2 separate regions of the Macaca mulatta genome follow, and region 2 is linked to region 1. The links are chromatin contacts, called in public Hi-C maps. All regions are on one chromosome and are shown on one strand. Each heading gives the region's core, a stretch centred on a gene start, on an enhancer-like site or on the middle of the called end of the contact. The rest is flanking DNA. Distances are from core to core; before and after follow the strand shown.

The links. Hi-C and Micro-C count contacts between places; a contact is called where the count stands out from the background.
Region 2: a Hi-C map of fetal cortical plate shows a contact between it and region 1, with 2.6 times the contacts expected there. The contact joins the promoter of SESN1 here to the promoter of FOXO3 in region 1. A contact is called at or near these places in 2 of 14 Hi-C or Micro-C datasets (fetal cortical plate and liver).

Annotation. Positions count from the first base shown.
Region 1 is chr4:13,664,461-13,667,160 of T2T-MMU8v2.0, forward strand. It overlaps FOXO3 (forkhead box O3), which reads left to right and starts at 1,436. Exons shown (of 4, transcript XM_001093593.5): 1 at 1,436-1,689.
Region 2 is chr4:14,207,930-14,210,659 of T2T-MMU8v2.0, forward strand. SESN1 (sestrin 1) reads right to left here and starts at 1,357. Exons shown (of 10, transcript XM_077999246.1): 1 at 664-1,357. The coding sequence starts at 942. It also overlaps a transcript of CEP57L1 not described here.

The DNA.
Region 1 (2,700 bases), core at 186-2,685:
GTCCCCCCTTGAGCCCTCCCACCGCCAGCGGGCGAAGGATTGGTTTCTAGTGCGCCCTTTCCCTTTTTCCCTCTCCTCTCTCTCCTTCCTTAGAATTTTACTCGATTGTTTATTATTTGCTGGGGGGCGGGGGCGGGGGGCGGAGAGGGGCGTCTGGGGCCTGGAGACTGGTAGCCGCGGCCAGTAAGCACGCGGCGTGCCTTGACGAGTAAGCCGCGCAGCGAATGGCGACGCGGCGGAGAGCTCCGGGGTCACGCGCGTGTGGAGACGATGACATCATCTGTTTGTACGCGTCGAACTAGCTTGGTGCAGGGGCGGGGCCGCGCGTCACTTGAGTGACGGGAGCTGCGCAAAGCCCGGAGCCCGGAGGCGGCGGGGCGGGCTGGCTCCTGTGTACGCTGGGCTGGACCTTTTTGTATATGGGGTCGTTGAGGAGCCCGCTTCTAGACTCTGAGCTATCTCTGGTGACTTACAAGGATTTTTTAAAAAAAGATATTTATGAACTAGTGTCTAGACTTTTGGTGTGCATGTCGCGTGTAGTGCATTCGTAGAGTACAAATAAACGATTTGGGGCACGGATCGTAGAAAAAGGACTTGTGCAGATGTTTTTTGTTTAACCTAAAGGATACGTATTTTTTTTTAAAGTCAAAAATGCACACGTAGCGGTTTTGTCGTCATTTACAAATTAGATTAAAATTATTTCTCCTTCTCAATTGTTCGGAATCTGCTCTTGAATGTAGGACAGGGGTAAATTTGCATTTCTTCGGAGTTAGTTACACCTCTCCCCCGTTTGCCATGAAACACATGAAAAGTGAAACACGACTGTGGTCCACCGTCCGAGGCGAGAGATTCAGTGCAAACCTTTTGGTGCCTGATCGAATCTGTGAGCATCAGCTTATCGAAGTTGTGCAGGCGCCAACATCTTCGCCATTCAGTATTTCCACGCCGCGGTAAACCTTGCCATCCACGCCCAGCATCTCACCTCGGGTGTTACCTAGTGTCGGGTTCTAACAGGGAACCGGACACCTGGGCTGGCCCAGAGCCCGGCGGGCGGACGCGCAGGTCGGGGACCCTGGTACCAGGCGCCCTGCCCGGAGTCGGGGAGGCCACGCCGCTGCGCTCCTTGGAGCGTCGGAGGCTGTCGCTCCTGCAGCTCCCGCTTCTCTTTCCTCTCCCTCCTCTCCCGGGCCAACGCCGCGCTTTGTTGTCGTTGGGGCTCTCGGGAGGGAGGAGGAGCCCAGCGGGGACAGCAGCGGGAGCCCGCCGAATCCCGGCTCACGGCGCGCTCCCGGACACCCACGCCCGCAGCCCCGCGGAGCTGGCCCGCGCAGGCGCGCGCGAGCTCACACACGCGCACTCACACACACACGCCCGCCGCGCGCCCAGCCCGCCGCCCAGCCCTCCCCCTGGGCGGGGACCCGCCCGCCCGCCCGCCGTCAGCTTAGGTTGAGGCGCCCTGCGTGTGTCTATAACTTTGTGCTGCTGCTGCGGCCGCCCTGCTCGTGGAAGGGAGGAGGAGGAATGTGGAAGGCGGCGGCGCGCGAGCTGACAGGCGGTTCCTCGGGCGGGCTGCGGCGACGGCCCGAGCGCTCCTCCTTCGCCGAGGTTGCGCGCCCCCTCCTCGCCGTGCCCCGGGCCCGCGCGGGATCGTGCGTCGTCCCGCCGCGTCCCTGAAGGGAAGGAAGCGAGGTAGGCGCCGGAGCCGTGCAGCGGGCGGCCGCCTTCCCGGTGACTCCGGATCTGCTTCCGAGCTGGGCCGGGCGCTTCCCTTTCCCCTCCCCGAGCCGCGGTGTGCGCGCCCCCCTTCTCGCCCGCTAGTGTTTTTAAAGGACTCAAGGGAAGGGGGAAACTGTCAAGATGGCAGCAGCGGGAGCAAGGAGGTGATGAACATGCTGGTCCGGGTTTTCTAGCAGCCCGGGAGACTTGGCGCTTCCCGACCTGTTGGAAGATTTATGTTCCGACTCGCTCCCTCCCCCGGATCCCGACTGGGAAGGGGGCGGAGGGGACGACGTCCGCGAGAATGCAAACCACACAAAATCCCGAAGTGGCCGTCCCTGCCGGGCTCGACCCTCTGCGAACGCCCGCCGGGCTGCTCCTTCCCCTTCTTTCCGTGTTTCCTTTATTTTTTGGAAGTGACAAGGGCCCATCTGCGCCCAGACCCCCGTTCGCCCTCCGCCCCGCGGACGAAGAGAGGAGAGGGAGCTGCCCGCGCAGTCCCCGGGCTCGGGCCATTCGACCGGGTTAGGGGTGACGGGGGGTCGCGGAGGCAGCTGGGCCGGGAAAGGGGAGAAGAGCCGAAGACAGCACAGACTTGAGCGGCGGCGCCGCGGAAGGCACTAGAGCGGGCCCGAGCGAAACATAAACAAACGCACGCACGCCCGAGCTCGGGCTCTGACCGCCGCTCGGCTGCGCCAGCTCCGGCCGCTGCCCGCTTTAAAGGCGCGGCCGCCCCTCCCCCGGGCGCCCCTCCCCCTTCTCCCCGCCCCGCCGCCTAGCCCGGGAGGGACCTGCGGCGGGCCGCGGGGGGAGGGGGCTGCCCCGCGCGAGGCCGTCGATTCGCTCGCGGCTCCCCCGCGGCCTGGCCAGGGGGCGGTGTCTGCTGCGCCAGGTTCGCTGGCCGCACGTCTCCAGGTCCGCCTGTTCCTGGGAGGCGGGCGCGGCAAGGCTGGGAGGTAGTGGCGGCGGGCGAGGACTCGCCGA
Region 2 (2,730 bases), core at 107-2,606, 540 kb after region 1:
CTGCTGCACTCATATCTTAAATAGCTACACATGTGAAAAAGAAACAATTCAGGCAAACACAGAGAAAGCTGGTTGAGCAATTTGCCATAAAAGTGCTTCTATCAAATACCCCACCTGGGTCCACCTTTTCAACATGAAAATGTTAGCTTTTTTAAGAGAGCTTTTTATTATTTATATAATTCTCTTCTTGAAAAAAGAGAGGTTGCATTTAGAGAACACATCCTGGTTTGTTTTGTTTTTAAAAATAAGACAAAATTGTTCCACCAATTATATTGAACGGGCTGACTAGGAAACATTTAATACCCTTTATCATTTTAGAGGCTTTTAAATGTGAGCCTTTCCACTCAGAACACTGTGACAATGTGAAAAAACACAATGGCTACATTTCCCAACAACATGTAAAAAGAAATATAAGGAAAAACAAGTATTTACTTGGAATTAACTGTAGTTTTCATATATTCTTCCAGGAGCAAAGCAGTTTCTGCCTAAAACTCTCTAGAAAAACGCTACTTGTTTACTTACAGAACACTCTAATTTAAAGATGTAAACTCATAATCAAAGTTTACATAACAACCTAATAGAAACAAACACAACGTGAATAATTGCAAATAAAATTTCACTGTACTAGGGAGACAGTTTTGTATTTAAAATGCTCTTCCTTACCTGGATGCTCTTCAGAATAAACTCACTTTTCTCTCTTACATCTTTGAAGGGACACCTCTTAGAAAGCATAAGCAGATGAGCAAGTAGCTTATTCAACCCATCCGAAGACTCGGTATTTGAAAGCCCGTCTGATGGACGATGAGGTGTTTCTTTCACCGAACGAAGACACTCGCTTTTCCTCAAAATGGTTTGCCTAATGTTTTCCAGTGCTGTCTCTCTAGCAGTTGAATCTCTACTGCACAGTCCATCCCATCTCACTTCATTCTCTCCTTCAGCCATGACAATAGTTTTTCCTTTGCGGTCTTCAGTTACCTTTCAGCATGTCCCCAAAAATCACTCTGTGTTTTTAAAATGAAAAATGTAAAAATAAAATCAGAGAAATCAAATCGTCATGAAAACACACATATGGGTAACATTTGGAACCACTGGTGTCTTCAGCCGATCTACAAGCTAGATCACCCTCTCACCCTCTCCTTGTACACTAAAGGGCAGTCTTCCTTCTGGAAAACAAAGTTGGAAAGTTGCAACCTTACAGCGCTGGCTTTGGTGGACGGAGAATTTCGGGGAAGCGTTCTCCTCCGTCTCGCGGGGTCAGCGGATATCCTCACGTTGTGGAGCTGTCAAATCCGTGCTCTGCCCCAAAAGGCTGGTAACAGTTGAACGCCCTCCAGCCATTCGGGGCTTTTTTGTCTGTGCAGCCACCGGGTTCTCTCGAGCTTTCCCACCCCGCCCCTCCTCCGACACCAGTCCCCGCCCTCCGCAGCTCCTCCCAGCGCCTCAGCAGCCGGCCGGGCGCCGGCAGGGAAGGCTTGCCGAACCCTGGCCCACTGGCCGCAGCGGCCGGAGGCTTTGGCGCTGCTGGAGGGCGGCAGTCTCGGGCAGCCGCTGTCTCGGCGGGCGGCGATGAAAAAAAGCGTCCCCAGCCCCGCCAATTCCGGACCCCCGGGAAGACGCTACTTCTCCGATCCCTGCACCCTCGCCCACCACCGCCGAGCCAGAGGGCATAGGGCGGCCCTGGCAATCCTCGAGCGCAGGGCTGGGCCGCGGAGCTGGCGGGGCGGCGGGGCCCAAGGCGCAAAGCCCGCCCTTCGCCCAGCCCCATCGGTGGGGATCAGCCCAGAGGGCGGGAGCAGGGAGGGGAGACGGGGTCCTCACCCCCAGCCCCTCCCCTTTCTCCGCCCGGCACAAACCGGGAGCCACCCCGGCCCCAGCGCCTTCTTCCCCGCCCAGGCAGACGCGACCCGCCGAGGCAAAGCCATTGGAAAAAGCCCCGCCCTCTGGCAGGCTACCTCCGGACCCCCAGTGCGCCGCGCGCGGCTGCCAACCGCTGCCGGCTGCTACGCATGCGTGACTTAGAACAGGGCACAAGCGCCTCCGGAGGCTCTAAGCTTGCGCCCTGGGGCGGTTTCCGTTCCCGGATGTTTGGAGTGTGTCCTGGAGAAGGGGAAGGAAAAAGTAAGGCGTAGAAGTACACTGAGACTTCGTCACACACAAAACAAGCACGACAAAGAAAAAGGGCACGAAGGGACTCCTGGACGAAATTGAGTCTACATTTAAGATCACCGTAAAAGTAGTGACGGCCTCTTTATTACTCCAAACCCCAGATTTAAGTCGGTGGGACGTCTTCGCGTTGACTTGTGGGGAATGTAGTTTTGATGCTGCCGGCGCGTTTTGTTTGCGACAGAAACTACAATCCCCAGAGGCCACTGCGACGTCGCCTGTGGCTGCCCGCGAACCAACGGTTAGCGGTGGCAGGGGCTGACTGAGAGTGTCTGCTTGGTAAGCACTGTAGGCTGGGTTGTCACCTTTCCTTGACAGGGTTTTTCCTTCCTCCATTTCCTCTGGGATTTTGGAGACGAAGCCATCTAGCGTGGCCTCCCTTAGTCCAAGGATTTTTCCAGTGGCTTGCGTGGGAAGGACTAGTCCAGCTGCCCAAGCGCGGGGTGTGGTGGGTGAGGCGAGGATTTAGGGATCCTGATCCCGAGGGTCGCAGGGAGCGGCCTAAGAAGGAAGGATGCTGTGGAAACTGGAGCTTCGGGCTGCTGCTTCTGCTTCCACCCTTTTCTG